2 separate regions of the Oryzias latipes genome follow, and region 2 is linked to region 1. Evidence: chromatin contacts called from public Hi-C data. All regions are on one chromosome and are shown on one strand. The core of a region is the stretch at or near the end of the contact, and the rest is flanking DNA. Distances in the headings are between cores, read along the strand shown. Region 1 holds the start of LOC101155178 (GTP-binding protein REM 2). Region 2 holds the start of farp2 (FERM, ARHGEF and pleckstrin domain-containing protein 2).

What was found. A called contact is a pair of places that touch in the nucleus more often than the background predicts.
Region 2: a contact with region 1 is called in a Hi-C map of embryo, with 2.1 times the contacts expected there. The contact joins the promoter of farp2 here to the promoter of LOC101155178 in region 1.

Annotation. Positions count from the first base shown.
Region 1 is chr4:3,996,424-4,002,621 of ASM223467v1, forward strand. LOC101155178 (GTP-binding protein REM 2) reads right to left here and starts at 4,752. Exons shown (of 6, transcript XM_011473766.2): 1 at 4,408-4,752; 2 at 4,228-4,288; 3 at 3,130-3,439; 4 at 2,921-2,994; 5 at 1-30. The coding sequence starts at 4,281. It overlaps LOC105353878 (transcription factor MafA), which reads right to left. Exons shown (of 5, transcript XM_023954018.1): 5 at 5,291-6,198.
Region 2 is chr4:4,220,239-4,226,255 of ASM223467v1, forward strand. farp2 (FERM, ARHGEF and pleckstrin domain-containing protein 2) reads right to left here and starts at 3,668. Exons shown (of 27, transcript XM_011473774.3): 1 at 3,570-3,668; 2 at 2,729-2,951. The coding sequence starts at 2,929.

The sequences.
Region 1 (6,198 bases), core at 3,502-6,001:
ACATACCTCACACTGCAGGGCTGACAGGTCCTGACAAATGAGCAGACGCAGAAAGTCAGAGCAGGAGGAATTATGGCAGGAAGAAGCCTCCTGCACAGCAGCAAAATATGCAAACACATGCAGTTCTCTCTTCTTTTTTTTAGCAGAAATCCTTCAAGGTTGGAGCCTAATAATGTGAGAATCCTCTGGAAAAAGACATCCTGTCACTTTAATCCCCAATTACCCACTGAGAAACCTCAGAATACTATCAGAGAACCTGCTAAGGAAGAGTCAAGAATGTGGATATTCTGGTAAATAAAACAACACTATTTTGGATTTTGTTCCTTGTGACAAACCCTCCCCACACAGCAGACTAAGACTAAAAATAACCGAAACGTAAAAATCCTTCACAGTTCTGTGTCTCTTCGGCATGTGCTGCCATGGTTCATTGACTTGTAATTTCATTCTGATTATATTCATTATTGATCACACCAGGAGCAAGCTTCTCACCGTAATGACCAACAGTGCTGGAATTACACAACAGAACTCATTGCAGAGCCAAGGAAGCGTCAAAAACAGCACGGACAAAGAGTCTCATTCAGGAAAAAACACAAACATGAGACATGAGGCGCCGCATACCCACTTCAGTCAGAAACAGTAATGCCCGCCCACTCGGTGGGCGGCTTCAGTCACCTCTCGGTTTCTCTTCGGGGAATACTGGGAAAACTAGAAAACAGCCTGAGAGGGAGCTTTCCATGCAGATGTGGCCGATTTGTATACGGGCTTCAGAAAAACAAGATGAGCAGTTTGTGTCCCAAAGGACCCATTATGCTGTAACTGTTATTACAGACACTCTCCAGACCTGACCCAGGATTCTGCTACAGCAGAAACTATACGTCTTTCTCAAAAACTGGGCCACGTTTTGGTCAAAGATATTCATTTCACTTGACAAACGACTTCACTTGTAACGATGACTCCTGCTTTAAAAATGTACTCAGAATGCAGAAAATAAATACTAAATTAATACTTATAAAAAAATACTACAGTAAAAGCTTTTTTGAGCAAATTTCTTAACGCAAACCTGAGCTGACAGACAGAAGAGAAACCTCCTATTCACCAGAAAACCACTCTGTCCTTCGCATTTGAGGGTTGAACCAGCAAACACCAATTCAGTTGAAGTACAACTGCCAAACATGGATCTTTGTTTGACGTATCAACAAGTGGACAGCAATGACAAACATTCATCTCACCGAATGTAGTTTTCAGATACTTTTATGAATAATATTTCAGGTTTAAATAAAGTATTTTTTGCCGGTTCTGTTTCAAATCTGACCTTATTCCACAATGCAGAACAAAACAATCTTCTTCTTTTCAATGTTTGAGTGAATTTGATGAAGTGATAAAGCTATGCTTTGAGTAAATGCTGTTAACGTCTCTAAAAATCTAGAATTTGAACACAGGGATCTTAAAACCTTAACTTCAAAGCCTTATTTCTGCCGCCTGCATGACTCATTCCATTCAGCCCAGTCTGGAGACAGAAACTGGGTTATGCTGTTAATCAAATCTAGTGACAAGAAACAGAGGAAGGAGGAAGAAACAAACCCAAAAGCTAACAAACCTAAGAAACCATTAAACTACAATGCAGATAAGGTTGAACATCAAACAAACTCCACATAAAATACTGTTCAGGTCTGAGGTTTTTCATGATCCTGGCAATGTGGAGATCATTTTAATTTTAGCTGTCATGAATTTTTTTTCATCTCTTCAGTCATCTTTTAAGTCCAGCACCGTCTTCTCCAAGTCACCATGTTGGAGTTTCCGCTGACTCAGCTGTTTGTATTTCCGGTAATCACCCTTCCGTATATTCAAGAGCACAGTTTTTCCCCCACATCCAAGTCCTTGCTTTTCTTCATCCCTTTTAGCATCTTTTGCTTCACGTTTCCCATTTCTCCTGTTAAGTTCATATTTTACTTTTTTGCTTTTTGAAATTGTCTAATTAAATCAGCGGCTGGATGACTTAGCTGGCTGCATCTAGGATTGGCGCATGGGTAACCAGGGTTCAGTCTCCAGGGAGCGCCATGAGCTTCATCCAGTGTGGGTCATTGGGCAAAAGACCTTTCATGCTACTGCCTAACTATGAGCCATGTGCTGCCCCGGCTCTGGGTTTCCCTGGGCCTGGATAAAACCGGGTTGTGTCAGGAAGTAAACATTTCTGCCAAAACCAAGTGTGCGGATCGGTGAAAGCTGGTCTGTTGTGGCGACGTGCTGAAAGGTTTGTAATTAAACAGATTTTTTGATGCTAGCCTCTTTACTCGGATCCTTCTTCAAACTCCATTCCCGATGAGTTTTTCCTGCACCTGGAAGAAGAACTTAATGTAATTCACTTTAGTCCTGATTTTATGAATTCATATCAAATTTCTCCTTCCTTGGCTTCATATCAAATTTAGTTCACTTTTCATATATTCATTGTACATTTTGTTTTAACATTTGTTAATTATATTTTGAAGAATTTTGGAACCTCTAAGTTGATTTATTTATTTTTTAATTACTACATGTTATGGCTTTCCTTTAGTGACAAGGAGAGTATATTTATTTACACATCATCTTGATTATATAGAATAATGAATGTTATTCCTGTGTTTTCTCTACACTCTGAGCTACAAATCCAGGAGTTGTCACGATTCATGTGGCCATTCTGTGAATGAATGAACGCTGTCCTTGACAGCTCGCTAAACTCTTTAAATAAAACCAAACCAGGTCAAGTGGGACAAATCCATACTGAAAAGGAACACTTTGAGCTTGATTTTGTTCATGCAATAGCTCAGTCAATAAGAAGAAAAGCATCTACCAGAGCTGACGAGTCAAGGCCGCAGAGCAAACTGTGTGCAGCGGCAGAGGAGGAGCTGTGAAGGAAAGCGCGGGGAGGTGTTGTTCAGCTCACCTGTCTCCAGTTGTCATAGATAATGATGGTGCTCTCCTCATCATCCACTGTGACTGTGCGCACATAACCCTCCCCTGGGACAAGGACAGGAACGGTTAGGTCTCTGATGAGAGCTTTTGCTTATTTACTACCTGCTGCTGGCACAGTAATGACAAAGCAAAGGCTGCCTTCCTGCTGCATTGACCCTGTCAAAACACAAAACTGTGTACCCTCAGAATCAACAGAAGCAGTTCGGTCCAGGTCACCGGCGAGGGCGATGGCCAGAGAAGACTTCCCCACGCCATTCTGCCCCAGCAAGGCAATCCTTAGCGGCCCATCAGGCCGGCCCTCCAGAGCCACAGTTGGAATGTCATCCAAGGCAGAGTTGAAGCTGTTTGGAGAAGCTGAGGGTCCAGCTGCACCTGAGGTCCATTCTACATCCTCGTGGACGGCTTCTTCTCGCCGGAGCTGGTGCTTCAGCGGCAGAGGAGTGCTTCCTCTGCGGACGGTCGGGGTGCTGGACAGAGTCATACTGTCACACTGGTAGGAGAGACGCAATTGAACAAATGATCAATCTGAAACCTTTTTTGAATTTGAAGACTTGTTGGCCACCTTCCATTTTTGCTTTGCTTACATATGACATATAAAACATCTCCTGTCACAAACTTTAACATGATAACATGAATCCCTAAAAATATTATTGAGAGATAACTATATAATAAAACATTTGATCCAGTTAGAATTTCTTCTCTATATGAGTCCAAGAATTTTATAGACAGTGAATTTGGTTTGCGCAATAATGGAAATAATGGAAACTTGGAAAATTGTGGGGAAAAAAACTTTATTGGGTTAAGGAATTGTTTTAAAGCATATTAATGGGTCTCTGTTTCTTCTTGTGTGTTTTTTATTTTTTTTATTTTTATTTTTTAGCTTTTTTGGGAATTTTTACTCAACCTAGGCTTAAAGAACTTAACTTTTTACCTAACCCAACTTGTTTATATTGCTTAAGTTGGGTAAAAATTTCCAAAAAGCTGGGAAAAAAAACATACAAGAAGAAGAAAAAACATGGAACCTTTAACATGCTTAGTGCCTAATAAATGGCCAAACAATGTATAAATTAGCGTTTTGGACTCATATTTCAGTAGATGAGCCAGCATTGCCATTCTAAGGGGGATTCGAGAGTCCACGCTTGCAAACTTCACATCTAGTAATTTTTTATGCAGGACACCCACATCGTGCAGCACTGCCCACCCACAACATCCACTCTCACTCGACTCGCAAGAAAACGTGACAAATCGTAGCCTCTCATCACGCTTCACGTCCCTTACCTTGTGTGCAGTCTCCTCGGCGCTGAGTCTGTGTTCGGGCACATCTGTCGGCATCTGCAAACTGAAATCAATCAATCTGTGAGGAATCCACACAAAGAGGCACAAAGAGAACAGAGCCACCCCTCTGAACCCCCACCCTACTCACTTGATGAGCCAGGGTATGCAGTTCTGAGCTCTCACCTGTCAGGTGTCTGGATGCAACTGCAAAGGAAGCTCCTTCTCTCCTTATGTCTCTTTGGCTTTCTCCCCGGTGCTCTCTCTCTCTCTCCTCCTCCTCCTCCTCTTCCTCAGTTAACGTATCTCCCTCTCTCCTGCTACTCATGTTAGGGTCCAGTTCTGCGCACGAGTCTGTCAGTCATTACACTGACTGACAGTAATATGAGATAAAATGCCCCCCCCATCATCTGTGAAAGCGTGACATCGCTGCGATCAAAGCAGAGCGGATAAATGCAGGCAGCCTGCAGTTTTCTGCAAAGATGCTCCGTGCCACAAAAGATGGGAGGCGGTACAGAACGCCACCGCTAGGGGGCGGTGTAACACAAGAGTCCTCAAAGAGAGTTGAGGGCTTTTTTGTCCTAGTACTCTATTTGAGCTCATGCTTGATTTATTTCTGTTAAAAAAGTGGAGACCGAATAAAAACATTTCTACCAGAACCACATCTACCATCTGTTGCATTTGTTAGGAATGGGTTCACGGCCCCTGTCCGTCTCCTTACCCAATATTTGGATGTGTTTTCTGTCAAAATGTGAGCAGGACCATGAGCAGTGGTGCGCCCCTCCCACACAATGCCACAATAGACTCCGGCAGTGAGCTATTATAGCCCTAATCCAGGTCCTATTGTACAGGCCAAAGAGAGGGAGGCAGAGCTGGAGATGAGGTCATCCCAAACAGCACACAACCAGGGTCACAGCCTCACTATATGGAGGCTGAGGGATAAAGACAGGCATGGAGCCGGGCACAGAGAAAAGGCCCGCATGGCGCTGAACGTGGGAGATGCTCCGATAGGGGAACGGAGGAGGTCAAAAGCCACGCAGGACGCACAAAACGCAGCCGACACACTGTAAAGGATGTTAAAGAACTTTGTTTATTTCATAGGCATATAAAACCACACTACAACAAGAGCAGAAAACCAGGATAATGGCCATTTTTTGTTCTGTTAATTCTAATTACAACTGAATAAAAGAATAAACTGTAGGAAAGTAAAAATACATGCTAATGGAATAAAACCAGTTAAATAATTAGAATCCGTACATAAATAAACGGTAAATACATCATAAATAAGTGAATAAATAAAAGAACAACTTATTGGAACCTACACCCAAACAAAATAAATAGCTCTAATGCACAAAACCTGGCAAACGTTCCATGGGACATTTAAGAAAGAGTCTCCATGAAAATCTTTTTTTTTTTTTGCATTTCTGTTTATCCCTGCACCTTAAATGAGTCATCAGTATTCCATAGTCACCAGCTCTCTAGTGCCACGTTGAATATAGTGATTGTTCACAAACGTCTGAGCTGTTTGACTCCCCCATAAATATGGTATTTAGGCCGGAGAACTAGACAAAACCACACAAATCATGCCACACCTTTATGTTTTCTTCTGTCTTTATCATTTGTTGTCATCAAGCTCACCATCGGCCCCCGTCTGAGTCAAGAGTCCCACAAAAACATGTTTTTTCAGAGCAAAATGACAAACCTACACCCTGTCACTGTAATGGCTAATAAAGTCTTCAACTAACAAAAAGAACTTTTCTTTGCTGAAACCCAAGAGCTATATTTCCACTATTCGTTTAGCACAATCACTGGAAAATTCCCATGAAAGGTATTCTTTTACATTCTTTCATCTATGATTATTCATCTTACAAAGAATAAGAAGTCTTGGTGAGCTTAAACACTTTGGTAGGCAACTGTGAAATATTAGCTGGCGGATATTCAACTGCATACTGTGGACACTTCCATCCAGGCCCATAC
Region 2 (6,017 bases), core at 2,418-4,917, 220 kb after region 1:
GGTCATATGGTCCCTTCATACATAAAGATAAATGCTTTTCTCTCAAGTCTCTTCAGAATGAATGAATATGACGTACAGATGGTGAACAACAGACCCTCTCAGAGGGAGAAGACTCACTGCAGTCTGCATGACAACACACAATCCTCATGTATTTCTGTCATCCATCTATCACAGCACCGAGCAGAAATACATCGCTATCACTGAGCACAATGAGGCTCAGCGGAGGCAAACATGACCTAAACCAAAAAAATAGACCAAAAGCATCTAAAAGATCATTTTCTGCCAGTATGACGAGACACAAAGCCAGTGTCAGACAGACACAGAACTTGAACCAGTCACCGTCTATCAACCTGACTTCCAATCAGCATGTGGTGCATTAGATTAAGAAACGTCTGTCTCAGCGGCGCTCCCAAACTGCATCTGCCAGATCAGTTATTGTTGTGGCTACGCAGGGGTTTAGGAAGGTATAAATATGGTCAATTCTAACACAATCAGATGCTTTTGGGTCTAGTAATCACACATCCACATTATCTGACAACTTCAATGGGTGTTAGAAGTATTGTGTTGAGCTGGCTTGAAAACTTTTTCCCCCGGCAGGAAGTGACAGGAAATAACACTTTGATCCAATGGCTTCCTTATTGCTTCCTATTTGCCTGGTGATGCAGCCATATTGTATTTGGCAAGTAGAAAAAAATCAACAATATTGATTTTGTTGTTAAATATCTCTGCAAATACAAATGTATATAAATATTAGTGAGTATATACACAGTGGGACCAAAAAGTATTCGTCAGTCACAGATTCTGCAGTCTAAAAACTGAGATTGGTCTGTTATCGTCATCACACACTTCAACTGTAAGAGACAGAATGTAAAAAAGAATCCATCAATTACATTGGTTGATTTTTTAGAGAATGTATTTGTATAATGGAGCAGAAAATTAGTATTTGGTCACTAACAAAGTTCAATGGATTGAGGTTCAGACACTTTCTAGGCCACTGCAGAACCTTGAAATGCTTTAACATTGACACACCTTGGTTGCTCATTTGTTTGTGTTTGGAATCATTGTCATTCTGAAAGATAAAACCATGTTTTATCCTCAACGCTCAGAGATTTAGGAGGTTTTGGTCCAGAATCTTACCATAAGTGGCTCCATTCATCTTTTTCTTCATAATGATCAGTCATTCTGTCCTCTTTGTGGAAAAGCATGATGTTTCCACCCCTATGCTTCAAAGTGGGTCTGGTGTTCATGGGATTTATTTGGCGTTAGTACCAAAGAGTTTCATTTTGGTTTAATTTGACCACCTAACCTTCTCCAATTCCTCCTCTAAATCATCCAGATGGTCTCTGGAGAACTTTAGACATGTCTGGACATCTGCTGGATTCAACCGGGGAACATTTGGATCTCTGCAGGATCTGAATCCATGATGACATCCTGTATTCCAGCTCTCTTTAGGTCATTGACCAGTTCCCCCGTGTAGTTCTGGACTTTTTCCACACCGTTCAAGATAATTTGTTCTCCACCAGGTGAGATCTTGCATGGAGTACCAGGTAGATTGTCAGTGATTGCTCCAACAGTTGATCTCTTCTCTCTAAGCTGTTTGTCTATTGCAGATTGATTTATCCTAGTCTTGTTCAGGTCTACAATCTGGCCGGCCCCTACTATCTATTTATGGTGGAGAGGTAGCAGTCTGACTGTTTAAGGGTGTGGTCAGGTCTATTTTATACATATAACCAGTAACACAACAACAACATTAATAAAGGTAAACAGTGCAGGATAGAAGAGCTTCCTCAAAGAGAGGCAAAAGGTCAGTGAGGAACAGAATTCTTGTTTGTTGAAGATAAATCCTCATTGTCTGCTTCATTATACAAATAAATTATTTAGGAATTGAACAATGTCATTTCCTGGATTCTTTTTTTCCACATTCTGTGTCTGATAATTGAAGGGTTCCTTTGTTGGACATTACGGACCACATTCATCCTTTTAAGTTGGACAACAGGTGACTGCTGAATTGTGCCATACTCTGTATGTGGGTGTGTGGTTGTGTGTACAGCCTTTGTTTATTTTACTAACAAATTTGATAGTAAATGAAGTTTGAACCATCATCTAGGCCTGCACGATAAATCGCAAATTTACCGTTATCGCAATTATCAAACAGTGCAATATGCATATAGCAAAAGACAGCGAAAAAATTGCAATAAATTGATAACTTAAATGTGCTAAAACAATCTTATGGCAGCTTGAAGTATTTAACAAATCAAATAAATTCCTTCACATTGTTGACCAATCGGATGGAGCCTTTTTACGTTAGATGTTCGCCTCCATGTAGACGAGGGTCATTTGGAGTATAATTTAAGTTGCTAATGTTCATGTATCGCAAAGTATATCTTCATCGCAATATTGATCATTAATATGGCATTTTGCAATATCATATATCGTACAGCCCTACCATCATCTGTTACTTTATGTGGTTATTTCCAACAGAATACAAAAGTAGGAAAACAACCACCACCATAGTCCAGCTTAGATTTAGAGCAACGTTAAAGTTCCCTGTTGAGTTCCACGGCTTGTCCTGAATAAGACGCCTTAGTAAGTAGGGATTTCGGCACCAAAGCCAAACGGCAGCTGTCACCAACCCAAGCCGCATGCAAACGGGGTAACCCAGGACTGTCCCAAAGGCCAGGTTTATCCTGAAGGTAATTAAAGAGGGCTAAGGGAAAACCCAACTTACATCGATGTCAAAGAATTCCTGGGAATCGTCCAGGCCCTTCACACGGACCTGCAGGCCTCGACCGGGGCTCTTGCTCCCACTGACCATGTTCCCGCTGAGACTTTGGCCGGCCTCCAGGGTGCTGATTCCGGCGTTAAACTGGGCTCCCAGCCTCGTACCTGGGGTCTGCAGAACTCGATAGGAACCCTCTATTTCCCCCATTAGTCCTTAGAGCTGCTGGCTCCTGCAGGCAGACAGGGACTATACTGTTATTTCAATCAAACAAAAAGACACTTTATTTTGGTGAAGGGAAATTAACGACCAGATTGTGACTGGAATTTTACAATAACAACATCAGGCTCCATATAATGCATTTTGTAATATAATATAATTATGTGTTGACTAAAAGCCATGTGCATGATGATGTGAAAAGTACTTTGAGAACATGAGGTGGAGCTTTAAATACGCTGAGGCATATTTTGTGGAAAAAGGAGCGGCTGTGTGTTAAAATTAAGACTTTTTTTAAAAAAAAAATCTTATTGTAAATAGTTATTTTTTTCTCCTTTGAAACCGCACTAACACTTCTGGTTACATATTTTCACACATTTGTATGACTTTCCAAAGTTTTTAGACGTTAGATTTTAGTTTGACAAATACATCAAAGTAACCGACGTGGGGCATGCGGCGTGCGCGGAGGGGTATCGGTGGAAGTTTATTTTCGTTTCGCGAGGCACCGCTTCACCTCTCGACTCGGTACGTGACTGGCGAGCGGCGAAGACGACCTTTAAGCTCCTCACCAACATGTCTGCCTCTAAATCCTCGCTGTTCAAAAACAAACACGTCCTCTAGAAGTTTAACTTACCGTTTTGCCCAAAATCTGGTACAACGCTAAAACTTTGCGACATCGAGCAGGTCGCCGCTCCGGTCCGTTGTCGACGTCACGCGGAGTGCGCACTCACCCTGCTCTGTGATTGGCTGACAGCAGGCACGTTCGTGCTGCGATTGGTCCCGAGGTGACCACGGACAGCAGTGCTTGAAGAAGAGATGGACCTTCTTTACACACAGATTTAAGTGAAGCATGTTGAAAAACGGTTGTTTCTGCTGAAAGGGACACAAGTTATACATATAAAAAAAACTTTTGACGCACCTTTACGTAAACTTAAATGAACTTTCACTAATTAAAAGATTAATTAATCCAAGTATTTGACTCTGAGCGACACTGTTTCCACCGAGGTATGTTAGACATAAACTGGCCTGTCAGTACATGTTCAGATCTGGAAAGACACCTGTCCGTGTCGACAGACAGGAGTCCGAGCTAGGTCAAGACATTCATGGGGAAAGTGAAGCTCCACTGAGTGGTAACTGAACTAAAATAATCAACGTTTTACAAAGATTGGAAGGCAGACTGCTTTGTAACCTGACGATGGAGCTCCCCCTGCCGGCCGCTCTGCAGAAAACATCCAACTTCCCAGAAAAATTTTGACAAAAACGGTTTGTCTCAAAATAAAAGCACGTGAAATTTGTAAATATGCTTACTTAGATAACTTTTTTTAAAGTACTACATAAAGCAAAACAGAAATGTTTGACCAAGTAAAACCAATTATGAGTATTTTAATCTAATTTATCTCCAACAATCCTTAACAAAAATTAACAGTACACGATAAGTGTACTTTACTAGGTATACTTGAGTATGGTAAGTGTACTAAAGACAATGTACGTGTTGTGTTGAAAGTATACTAACTAAATACTTAAGACCTAAACATTTTGGGTTTAAAATATATAGAAAGTTTACAAAAAGTGAACTTTAGTTTAACTGCTTCACTTTCAGAATGAAATAAGTACACTTGTAGTAGACTTAATTACACTATTTTTTGTTACGGGAATCCTTGGCAAAAAGTAGTACACTTGAAGGTTTTTTTTATGAAGTATAGCTTACCTGATTAAGTCTAGCAAGTATACTGCATACCAAATACATGTAGAAGTATACTAACTGAATACTTTATAGACTAAATCTGAACATTTTAAGTTTGAAATATATAGAAAGTATACAAAACGTAAACTTTAAGTGTCCTGCCTCAATTTTAGTATAGACTGAGTATACTAGTAGTACACTTAAGTAGACTAGTTCTCGCTAAAAGAACCCTAAGCGAAAGTATCACACTTGAAGTTTATTCAAATAAAGCCTAGTTAAATATCAGTTGAGTATAGGAAGTGTACCAGTGACCACAGGTGTTGACAAAATACTTATTCAGACATAAATTAGAACATTTTAATTTTACTGCAGTATAAGTATAGCAAGTGCACTATAGACCATGTGCATGTAGTGCAGGACATAACATTACTGAATTCTTCAGACTAAATTGGCACATTTTATGTTGATGATATAAAAATAGTAGCCTACATAAAAAGTAAACTTCAAGCAAAATCCCTCACTTTTAGCATGGGCTAAGTATACTTGCAGTACACTTAAATAGACTACTTTTTGCTGAAGAAATTCAAGATTGTTTCAACCTAATGTGGGCCACATTTTTCAATAAGGTCAAATATGCACCCAACAGATTAAAGTGAAGAGCTTTCACTGTCGCAAGAACAGGCAGACAGCTGGATCCAATTGCAGCATGTTTATCAGCTCAACTAAAAGTCTACAAAGCTAAATCAGGGTCAGGCAGGCAGAGTTCAACAACAGGCATGAGATCTTCAGATGAGAGACAGGGGTAGATGAGAGACAGGCAAGAGTCAGGGCAGGCAGAAACAGGGTAAAGAGACAGAAGGTCAGGTCCACCTATAACACTATATAACGAAGACACAAAAAGTACTTCACACTGAGTGAGGCTCAGTGCAATGCTTAGGTATGCTGTGGTTGATTGAGTGACTGAGACTCAGGTGTGCAGCATCCAGGAAATGTGCGCTGGGGGTTGCTGGGAGTTTTAGTGTGGCTATAACTCTGAGGACGGCTCCTGCCTGTGACCAGAGGCTCTAACTTCTGACCCTTGTACTCAGCAAGCATTTAATGATTGGATAAAGAAAAACAAAGAAACATCCAGCAGTACTAGACTCTGTGAGAGCATTTCTCTGCTGCAAGGACAGGAAGGAGACAAACAAAAAGTTTTGGAACATCATTTCTGGGACAAAGGAGAGAAAAGAGAGTAAAAACAAAAACGACCTTTGAATTTATGGATGATATAAAAGTACTGTATCCTAAAATGAACTTCATCAATCAAAGTCTTAGGCAGCACGGCTCCACGCTAACTTTAACAAAAAGCTTTACTGAAAGGGGAGGTTTTAAGTTTAGCCTCAAAGACGGTGATTG